2 separate regions of the Zea mays genome follow, and region 1 is linked to region 2. The links are chromatin contacts, called in public Hi-C maps. All regions are on one chromosome and are shown on one strand. Each heading gives the region's core, a stretch centred on a gene start, on an enhancer-like site or on the middle of the called end of the contact. The rest is flanking DNA. Distances are from core to core; before and after follow the strand shown.

Region 1 (5,460 bases), core at 1,490-3,989, 280 kb after region 2:
TTGTACTATCAAGTGGGATCCAAAAAGAAGGTTGGTGTTGGTACTAAAGCTCAAAATCCTTGATCCAAAACTTCTATTTTACCCTTGTTAATCCTTAGTGAAAGTAGGTAGTACAACCTTTTTAAGTTTATCTTGGCCAAAATTGCTCTCTGGAAAATACTGTTCAGCTGGTTTTCAGGCTAGTATTCAAATACCAGCTCAGCAGGTTTTTGGACCAGCTCAGCTGGTTTTGGCTTTGGTCCACCTTTCTACACAAGTCTGTGCGCAGTTTTTTGAAAACCAGCTCAGCCGGTTTTGGCTCCGGTTCACCCACCTACTTAGCTGGCCACTGAACCGAAATTCAGTCTGCTGGAAACCGGTTCAGCCGATTTTAAATCTAGCTCAGCCGGTTTTTGAGCAGAAAAATAAAAAAAAATAGATAGTTTTTGAGCCCCACCTATATATACTCACTCCTACCTCTCTCCCCCACACTAGAGCACGACTCAAACTCCATTTCTAACCAGAGAAACACCTCCCACTCTCTCTCACACACATCTTGCCTCTCCCATTTCAAATCTTTGGAGAGAAATCTTTGAGTAAGATTGAGAGTTGTGGTTTTTTGGGCTTCATCTCCAAATCCTTCTTGTTCTTCTTGATTCGAGCTTTGGTACTACATCGAGTTCTTTGTGGATTCATTACTCTTGGAGCTTCTAGCTCCTAGACGACTAGGTGTCTCTTATGAGTCTCCAAATCTTGTGGAAGACCACAAGAAAGTTTGTATTACCCGCTCGTTTGAGCAAAGATTAGTGTGTGGGCTTGACCTTTGTGGTCGGCAAAGGGAGGATTAGGGTAGAAAGAGACCCGGCTCTTTGTGGGCACCTCAACGAGGAAGTAGGGCACGTTGGTGGTGTGAATGAACCTCAGGTTAAATCTTGTGTCCCTTGTCTTCTTGCTCATTGTGTTTGTTTGTGTTCTTCGTTCTCTCACCATTCCGTGGAAGATTTGTTTATATCTTTTTGGTGTGTGGATTTTGACAAGTGCCCTTCTCAGATCTACTACTTTGAACCCTGTGGATCATCTAGAACATCTCATTTCCGAAGTTAACTGGGTGAATTTCGAGATCAATTCATTTTTATATCTCATTCTTTAGTTGAGCTCGTGCAAATCGACTGAACCAGTTTTGACATCGACTGAACTGCTTTTACCCAGTTCATTTCTATTTTATGGTTGAAAAAGTTTTCGCTTGCCTAGTCACCCCCATCTAGGCAACTTTCACTTTCGATGATAGCACGCATGCTCACAAAATATCTTTGAGGAATTGATTTAGCCTTTTGGTCTGTCCTGAAGTCTGAGGGTGGTACGCTGCAATATGCAATAGCTTAGTCTCTAAACCTTTTTGTAAATGTTCTCAGAAATGAGTTGTGAATTGTGATCCTCGATCTGACACAATAGTTTTGGGTACTCCATGCAAACTAACAATCTCTGCAATATATAGATCAGCATACTTGGGTGGTCGGTAGGTGGTTTTGACTGGTAAGAAATGAGCAGATTTGGTGAGTTTGTCTACAATCACCCAAATTGAATCATTGCCTCTCGAGGTACTGGGAAGTCCTGTAATGAAATCCATGTTTATTTCTTCTCATTTCCACTCTAAAACAAATAAAGGTTGCAATAATCCTACTGGTTTCATGTGAATAGCCTTGACTATGCAATAATTGTCGCATCTTGAAACATATGCGACAATCTCTTTCTTCATTTAGGTCCACCAAATTCGTGACTTCAAATCATGGCACATTTTGCTGCTTTTCGGATGGATCGATAGTTTGGAGAGATGAGCTTCATCTAAGAACTTGTTTTTGAGCTCTTGGAACTTTGGTATGACAAGGCGATCATCGAACCTTAGTACACCTTGCTCCTCAAGTTTGAAGTGGTTGTTGGGTTCCCTATTCATCTTTTCCTTGATGTGAAATATGCCTTTATATGCCTCTTGTCCCCGGATGATTTGATCTTCAAGAGAACAACGAACTTGAATATTGAATAATATTGTTGGATATATTTGGTTAAATCCATTTTCAAGTAGGGGTTGAAGAATATGGCAATGTGATTTCTGGCTCAAGGCATCAGCTACGACGTTGGCCTTTCCCAGGTGATAGTGCACTTGTAGATTGTAATCCTTGATTACGTCTCACCATCTACGTTACCTCATATTCAACTTAGGTTGCGTGAAGATGTATTTTAGTCTTCTATGTTGCACACATTTCCAAGCAAATAATATAACATCTCAAATCGATCAAGTAAAAGCAATTGAACTTTAGTCGCTAAGTCCATTAGAGAGGAAAAGTTATTTTCTGAAATAACAGAAATAATAACATAAAAGATAATTAACCATTTGAGTAAAATCAATTTAAATTAAGTAGGTGTTACATTTATTTTTGGAGCATGACTTTTTGGTTGCTAATGAATTGCAACAGTTTTGTTTTCCTTATCCATTTTCATGGAGCTAATTTATTTACATGAAAAAGGGATTACTCTAAAATTATTCATTTTTAAACTTGTGAGTTTTTTTATGAATTGAATTCTTTATATTTTCTAAATTTTTGAATATATATACACACTTATTCTAGAAAACAAACTGCGCGTCCGACCAAGCAGACCAATCGGCCCAAGCCAGTTTCCCTTCCCTCATATTCTCTTGCACGTAGGCCCACTCTCCTTTCTTCCACTTACTAGCGGGCCCCACAGAAAGTTCATCTTTTTTTGCCTGTCTGTTCGCTCGGCCTCTCCCTCGCGAATCGCAGGCGCCACCGGACCGCCCCTACTCTAGCCGTCTTTACCTCGCGCCGCGCTAAGTCCATGCTTGGTCCTCCCGTCCATGCCCATCCATGCTTGCTCCTCCCGTCCATGCCCAGCCATCATTCTCCTTCCTACACCTCCCTAGGGATGAAAACGGTCGGTAAACACTAAAACCATTACCGTTTTCATATTTTTTATCGGAAACAAAATCAAAAACGGTAACTCCGAAAAACGGAAACGATATCGGTATTTCGGAAACATCGGAAACGAAAGTCCGCTGCGGAAAATACACTGGTAACGGTCAAAATCTAAAATACGATCGGTAAACATATCAAACTTCACAATACAACAAAGTTGACAAAAAATCACACAGACCACAAGTTCACAATTCATGATATAACAAGTTCACAATATAACAAGTTCACAAGTATCATAAATTTATAATATAAAAGGTTTACAAAGATCATAAGTTCACAATATAACAAGTTCACAGTATAACAAGTTCATAAAGATCACAAGTTCACAGACTCAAAGTTCACAATATTCACTCGATTTAGCTGACATGACATGCTTACTCATGAAATATTTTTTCTTCACATAAAGAGTTTTTTCATAGCCTCACAGGAAAACCCTAAAATCTAGTGTGTGAAAAAGACAGATTGTCGGCTATCTATCATTATATATTACTAATACATAACATGTGCATAGAAAATAGTGTATTCGTTCGAGAGACCAAATCGTTAATTTCAACTGCCTTCCAACACCATCTATCCCCAAAAAAATCTTAAAGCGTCCAAAAAATACAAAAATAAGTAATCCTTATCCAGAGACGTACAGGCGATGCGAAAAAATCACATGCTGGAAAATTCCGAAAAACAAATTCCGAGACAGAATTCCAGAAAATTCCGAGAAACAAATCTGGTAATTTTCGACAAAAACCGGTAACCGAAGGAAACGGTCGGTAAAACACCACGTCGATTCTGATAGAAAATTCCGAAAACCGATTCCGTTTTCGAAAATACCATTACCGGTGAATCTGATCGAAAAATTTCGAAATCGGTTTCCGGAATTCCGAAAAATTCCGAAACCGTTTTCATCCCTACACCTCCCAATGCGCCTGCTATCACACCGTGTCGCATGTCGTGTTAGGATTTATGGGCTAGGCCCAATTGAGAAATACAATTAAATCTCAGGAAAATCTCAAAAGCTCATATATGTGTATGGCTAGGGAATAGTGGAACCAATAGTACCATATTGCTAGTCCAAGTGAAGTGGAACTAGTTTAAATATGAAGGCCACACTCACTCACCAATTCATGGATGAGAGGAGAGAGTGTGGAGAGCCACACGCACGCGCGCTCGCTCGCCTCGCCAGGCCGGGCCGGTCCGAAGGGCGCACGACATACTTGCGGGGGCACGGCTCCCTTTTGCCGTTTTAATTTTTTGGTTGCTTGGCTGTTAAGTTCAGAATCCTAACCGATCGCTATAAAATCTAAATTGAATGCGAGATTTTCGCGGGCAGATCAGATCGCATATAGCTATATGTCCGCGGACTCGGCCATATAAAAGGCGCCTGGCAGGCAGCATCCAAATCATCCCAGTTTTCGCTTTTTCCTCTCTTCACAACTGTGCCGCCTTCAGTTCTCTTCATCCCGACCGCTGACGTGCATCTGCGATCGGGAGAGCAGGTCTCTGGAACCCTTCGCCTTTAACATCCTGCACCGGGAGAGGGCGAATAAGGTTTTTTGGGAAGCGTCCTCACGCGACTGCTCGCTGATTCCGCTGATCATCAACCCCGCTGCTTCGACGTCGTCGACCCTGCTGATTCCGGCACGCGCCATCTATCAGTATGTCTGATCAGTATGCATCATCTGATTTGACTTTTTACTTCAGTTCTTCTGATTTGGTCATGATTTATATTTGGAATTTAATCTGGAAATTGTCTAATTATTCAACAATCCAAAAACCTTATTGTAGACAATTTCCTAGTTTTTCTATGGCTGCTTTTGCCGACACGCTGAAGCTAGAAAAGTTCAATGGTATGCACTTTAAGAGGTGGCAAGTCAAGGCCACGCTCTGGCTTACTGCTATGAATGTGTTCCATGTTAGTAAAGGCAAACCTGAGGGCGCACTGACTCCTGATCAGAAGAAAGAGTACGACCATGCCAATACTATCTTTACGGGAGCAGTTCTTAGCGCCCTTGTTGACCGTCTGGTTGATGCGAATATTTAGCACACAGACGGGAAAGAGTTGTGGGATGCACTTACTACTAAGTATGGTGCATCAGATGCTGGCAGTGACGTGTATATCATGGAGAGCTTTCATGATTATAAGTTGGCTGATAATTGCTCTATTGTACAGCAAGCTCATGAAATACAATGTATAGCCAAGGAGCTCGACCACCTTAAGATTGTCCTTCCTGACCGATTTGTGGCTGGATGCATTATTGCAAAGTTTCCTTCTACATGGAGGAACTTCGCCACATCTCTAAAACATAAGAGACAAGAGATATCAGTTGAAAATCTGATAGCGTCTCTGGATGTTGAGGAGAAAGCTCGGGCTAAGGACACGGGATCTAAAGGAGGCGAGGGCCACTCCAGCGCATACATGGTTTAGAAGAACCACAACAAGGGTAAAGGGAAGACAAAATTGTAAAGCCCAAAATTGGTAGGAGAGAAAAAAAATAAT
Region 2 (5,071 bases), core at 542-3,041:
GTTTCCCGAGTACCTCTCCGTAAGGACCTGTTCATTGGATGACCACTTGGGAAAATAGTACAACCATGAGGGTGGTATAGGACACCCTTAGTTGATTAATTATAGGAACTTGAGGTGTAGTCAACTTCGTCGTCGTGCCATCAATGGGGTCCGAGCACAGTACTTGATCTACGAGGCTAGGTGCCGAGGTTCTTTCGTGTTTCTTTTGTTAGTCACCTTTCCTATGGGGAGAGGTATTGTGTTTATCAAACTGGAGAAACCAAACGGGCGACTATGACCTCTGGGAATCTTTGTAAAGGCTACATAGTGATACCCTGCCAGACCACCTAGGTAGTGGTCAATGGGGAGTAGCGCTCCTCGGGTAGAAAGGGAATCATAGCTCATGGGTAAAGTGTGTAACCTCTGTAGAGTGTTAGAAACTGGTATATCTGTAGTGCTCACAGATATGAGTAGCCTTAGGTGCTCCTTTGATTAGAGTTACTCTGGATATCTTTATGATGATGCTTAATGATGATGTTTATAACAATGGTGGTTTCTGGTATTTCCTCATGGAGGGAGTACTGTTTGGGTAATAACTTGGGGTTATTGCTAAAACTTGGCTCTCTACTAGTAATAAATACCTGACCAACTAAAAGAAACTGCTTTAAGCTTAACCCACATACAATTAGTCCACTTTAGCCAAACGGAACATTTGCTGAGTACGTTGATGTGTACTTATCCTTGCTTTAAAACACCAAACCCTAGGTTTTCCCAATTGCAATCAGTGCTCAGAAGAAGATGAAAGCAACATGGAGGAATTTTAGGAGTTTCAGGACTTCGATGAGTTCTAGATTAGATTAGTGGCAAACCCCTAGTCAGCTGCCTGTGAAGGCCTTATCGTACTGTGTATCATTCAGCACTTTGATTATGACTTAAGTTAATGACTTTGTGGATGTTTTGGACATCGTGATGTAATAAAGTACTTATTTCCGCTATTACTTTGAACAATGTGTGATGATGTCCAATTATGTAATCGATGTGTACGTGAATTTATGATCCTGGCACGTGCGTACATAGTTCGCATTCGGTTCACCTTCCAAAATCGGGTGTGACAGTTACCAGCTAAACTGGGAAAAAATAATATACAAACTTTGGGTAAAGAACCAATTGAAAACTAGAAGTTAAATTTTCGTAAAGAACCAATTGAAAACTTTTGCATCCCTTTCTTACTAATCTCGAGGACGATATTATTTTTAAGGGGGTAGAATTTGTAGCACTCTAAAACCCTCCTTGTGATTTAAGAACATTTTTCCAAAGATTGTTGAATTAAAATATCTTTTAATAAGAATCTTGTTAACTTTGGAGTTACTTCTCCCAAAGTAATTGTCTATTCTAATAAACTATTACATCAAATGAATTAAGTTATCCCTTTAATAAAACTATACAAGTCTTCACTAAAGGATTTAAACTTATTTTTATAAAGGTTATACATTATGTTTTATTCCTAGGTTCATGAGTTATGCACCTAAAGGCAATGCTTAATAAATTAAATAAAAATATATGTATTCATGCATCTCATGCTAGACTTTGGGTGTTGCATATAATTTGAAACTTTGTATTCAATTCATATTTAAATTGGATTCCAGAAAACATAAGAAAAACTGGAAATAGGAAAAGAAAAGGGAAAAAAGCAAGAATGACGTTTGGGCCAAATCCTCCCTCATCCGGGCCGAAGCTCACCCTAACCCAACTCACCATTTCGCATGTGTGCCAAGCACCTGGCGCTGCCAGGCCGGCCCGCACACGTAGGGGCTCATCAAGCGCCTGGGTTACGTAGCGTTGCTACCCTGTCTCGCCAACGTGTGGGACTAGTGTGTCAGCGTCACCGTATCGCCTCCCTCCATGCAATTTCGTCCGCTGTTCTTATCACCGGCCGGATCAGAAATCCGATCATAACAAACTCGCGGGGTTGTTGGGATTTGGCATCACTGGTGTATAAAAGCGAGCCCCGACGACCCTCCCTAATAAATACCTTAGCCGAGAAAATTGAGAAAATGAGAGAACGCCATTGCCGAGAACTCATAGCAGGAAGCGATGAGCCACCGTCGCTTACACGGGCAACCACCGCTAGATCGTTTCCGTAGGGGAGCCTTAGAGTTTTCTTGGGTTGCGGGGAAGATGTACGTGGCAATATCTGGCGCCAACCCGACTTGGAGTGTCCAAAATCGCTCACCAGTGCACGCCTCCGTCGTAGGGTCGTGTCATGCCGTCATCAGGAGCCTCCGCGCTATCACACCCGGATGTAAGGGGTAAACTCGGATACGTCTCATATATGCGCCAAATAAGATCAACACATATAATGACTCATTGTATAAAGATAAATGTCACAATCTTTATTACATAACGAAATGTCTTAGGAAATAAATGATAATAAATAGAACGATCTAATAACATTATTGTTCCTTGGTGCCAACAAGCTGACTGAGAGACGACACCTAGACCTCGTCGAACTCCTCGTAGTAGTCTTCCTCCAGAACCACGTGCTCTTCACTTGTGGGGGGAGTTTTATCGCAAGAGTGAGCTCACAAAAGTTCATCGTTCAACAACTGTGGGGAATAATGTGCATGAGCTCCCTTACGGTGGGGGTCATGTATAATGTCAGGCTAATCAACAAATAATGGTTAAGGCAAAGCATTGCTTTTAATAAGTTGGTCAAATTCTAATAGCAGTTAATAAGTATAACTAAATACCATCCTAAATAAATACGAGATCAAATTAATAATAAAACCCACAATGCGATGCAAATGACCAATTAAGTTAATTCCATAAGTTACTCATGTGAGGGTCCGAGTCGCTCATGACCGTGAGCACGGCTGATATACCAGTTTTACACTCTGCAGAGGTTGCACATCTTTACCCACAAGACGTGTTCCCTTTGTCACCTCGGGTTGATCAAACCGTTAAACACTGCCAAGGTGAGTAGGTGATGGTACACTACGAGGCCTTTACAAAGTTCCACTAGAGGAGAGAACCGCTACGGTTTCCCGGCCGAAAGCGGTATAGGAATCCCTCGTCCGAAAAGCTAAACAGAGAGTCTGATCCAAGATCCTCCCTACACCTGCATCCTCAACCCCGCTTGTCCCTTTCAAGAAAAGGTTAACTCACACTAGCTTTCCTGATTAATCAGCCAAGGGCGTCTCATTCCACCCTTCTGGTAGCACTGTTTTCATAATAATCTTATCATGAACAGTAAATAATTCAAAGACAATAAATAGCATGATCATGAATAATATGTATTTTAACACCTAAAACCACATAGAGCAATCGCAAATACTACCCAAAAAGTTCAGTGGTGAGCAAGTTGTAAAGTTGACCAAACTAGGGTAACCTATGGGGTCCCATCAAAATTAATCCTGAGCATGCCATAGTAATTAATTGGAACATTATTGGGTAAAGAAGAGTGATCAAGGGCACAACTTTCCTTCAATGAGCTCCTGCTCAATATTTTCCACCTGCTGAGTTCCTGGTTCCTCGGTCACTTGCTCGTATACTCGCAACAATACATACAAACATGGTATTGGCAAAATTAACATCACACCAAACATGAGAACAAACTGCATAATAATGTTCTACGCGTTGCTACAAGATTGAAGGTTCGAGAATGGCTAAAATCAGAGTTATAATGAATGTGATATGAGTTTTCGAAGTTTTATGTGCTTGGATAAGTTAAACATAGGCTACACCAATTAAGTGCTCGATTGCAACAACATGTTACATACAAAATAAGGTTACTAGGTTGTAGTTAATATGAATATGAGCCTAATGCAACTGGAACGAGTTAAATTAGAGATAAAATTGTAAAGTTATGAATTTCCTAAGATTGGGACATTAATTTTGTACTAAAAATGATTTCTCTGCATTTATTTTAATTAAATTCTCGGTTGACTGCACTGCGGCCATAATTACAGGAAGGTATAGGGCCCTTTTTGTGAAATTTTGGACCTAAGCTGTGATCTTTGAACATCAGTGGATGACGGGTTGAATGCAGCAAAGGGCAGGGTTTCTTTTGTAACATGGCACGGCCGAAGGGGTATCTTTCACTTGTGGCCGTTGGATTGAAAACGTGTGACCTAGATTAGATCGGTTCTCAACCGAAGCGGTATCCAACCGAGACCATTGGATCACGATCGACGGCTACCACTCGACGTTACCTAACACTGGACCAGATCCACCCGATCACGATCCCATGATCCACAATTTCTCTTGTTGAAACGCTACGGTGATTTAATCATGGCCATCTAATTCTCGATCAACAGCCACCGCGTTCTCTCTTCGCCCAGACGGCTCACGAGTGGCGCGCGCCCCGCAGACATGGCGGAGGGTTCGCCGGAGCACCGCAACCCCGTGCACCCGAGTCCCACTCTCCTAGCTAACCCGCGAAAAACAAAGAAGGAAGTCAGGCGAACCTCACAAGGGACCCCTTACCGAGTCTCGAAGTGTCTACGGTTCTACGTACGGCGGAGGCGGACCCGCGGCGAAGTCTTGTCTCCGGCGAGCGATTCCCGATGGTGCACCGGTTCTTCACCCCTCCAATTGCCTCCACCAGCTTGCACACACACTGGTGAACCCAATGAGCAAATCTCCGAGGCACGAGCGACGGTGTATCACAAAAGGGGACGGTGACGGTGAGCTATCTCTCTCTCTCTCTACGACGCTCAGCGGTGGTGGATGATATACAGCAAAAGAGAAGGGAAGGTAAAGACTCAGCGTCCCGCTTTACGGTCTCCATATGGTCTCCATAGGGCATGTTTGGTTCACTATCTAACTTGTTACATTTTGCCTAACTTTTCTAACTAAGGTTAGTTCTTCAATTTGAACGACTAACCTTAGATAAAGTGTGGCGTAGTTAGCCACGAACCAAACAGACCCTTACAGTGGCGGTCGGCACAGCGACTGACAAGCGAGCCCCACCAAATGGTGGTTGGGCGCATTTGGGGCTAGCAAGATCCATTGGGCCCCGCGTGGCAGTGACGTGAGCAGGAGGCCGCGTGCCGCAAGCTGAGCGCCTGGCATGCGGGCCCGAGCGATCAGC

What was found. Hi-C and Micro-C count contacts between places; a contact is called where the count stands out from the background.
Region 1: a Hi-C map of ear shows a contact between it and region 2, with 1.9 times the contacts expected there. The contact joins two enhancer-like sites. A contact is called at or near these places in 2 of 25 Hi-C or Micro-C datasets (ear and tassel).

Annotation. Positions count from the first base shown.
Region 1 is chr9:91,519,277-91,524,736 of Zm-B73-REFERENCE-NAM-5.0, forward strand. No RefSeq gene overlaps it. Among protein-coding and RNA genes, the nearest start is that of LOC111590264, 84 kb to the right of the region's middle. Within about 2 kb of position 2,740, at least 15 of the 20 cell types and tissues checked have an H3K27ac peak or open chromatin away from gene starts, as enhancers often do. A contact at or near this core is called in ear and tassel, where this site is marked.
Region 2 is chr9:91,244,385-91,249,455 of Zm-B73-REFERENCE-NAM-5.0, forward strand. No RefSeq gene overlaps it. Among protein-coding and RNA genes, the nearest start is that of LOC100501776, 98 kb to the right of the region's middle. Within about 2 kb of position 1,792, at least 16 of the 20 cell types and tissues checked have an H3K27ac peak or open chromatin away from gene starts, as enhancers often do. A contact at or near this core is called in ear and tassel, where this site is marked.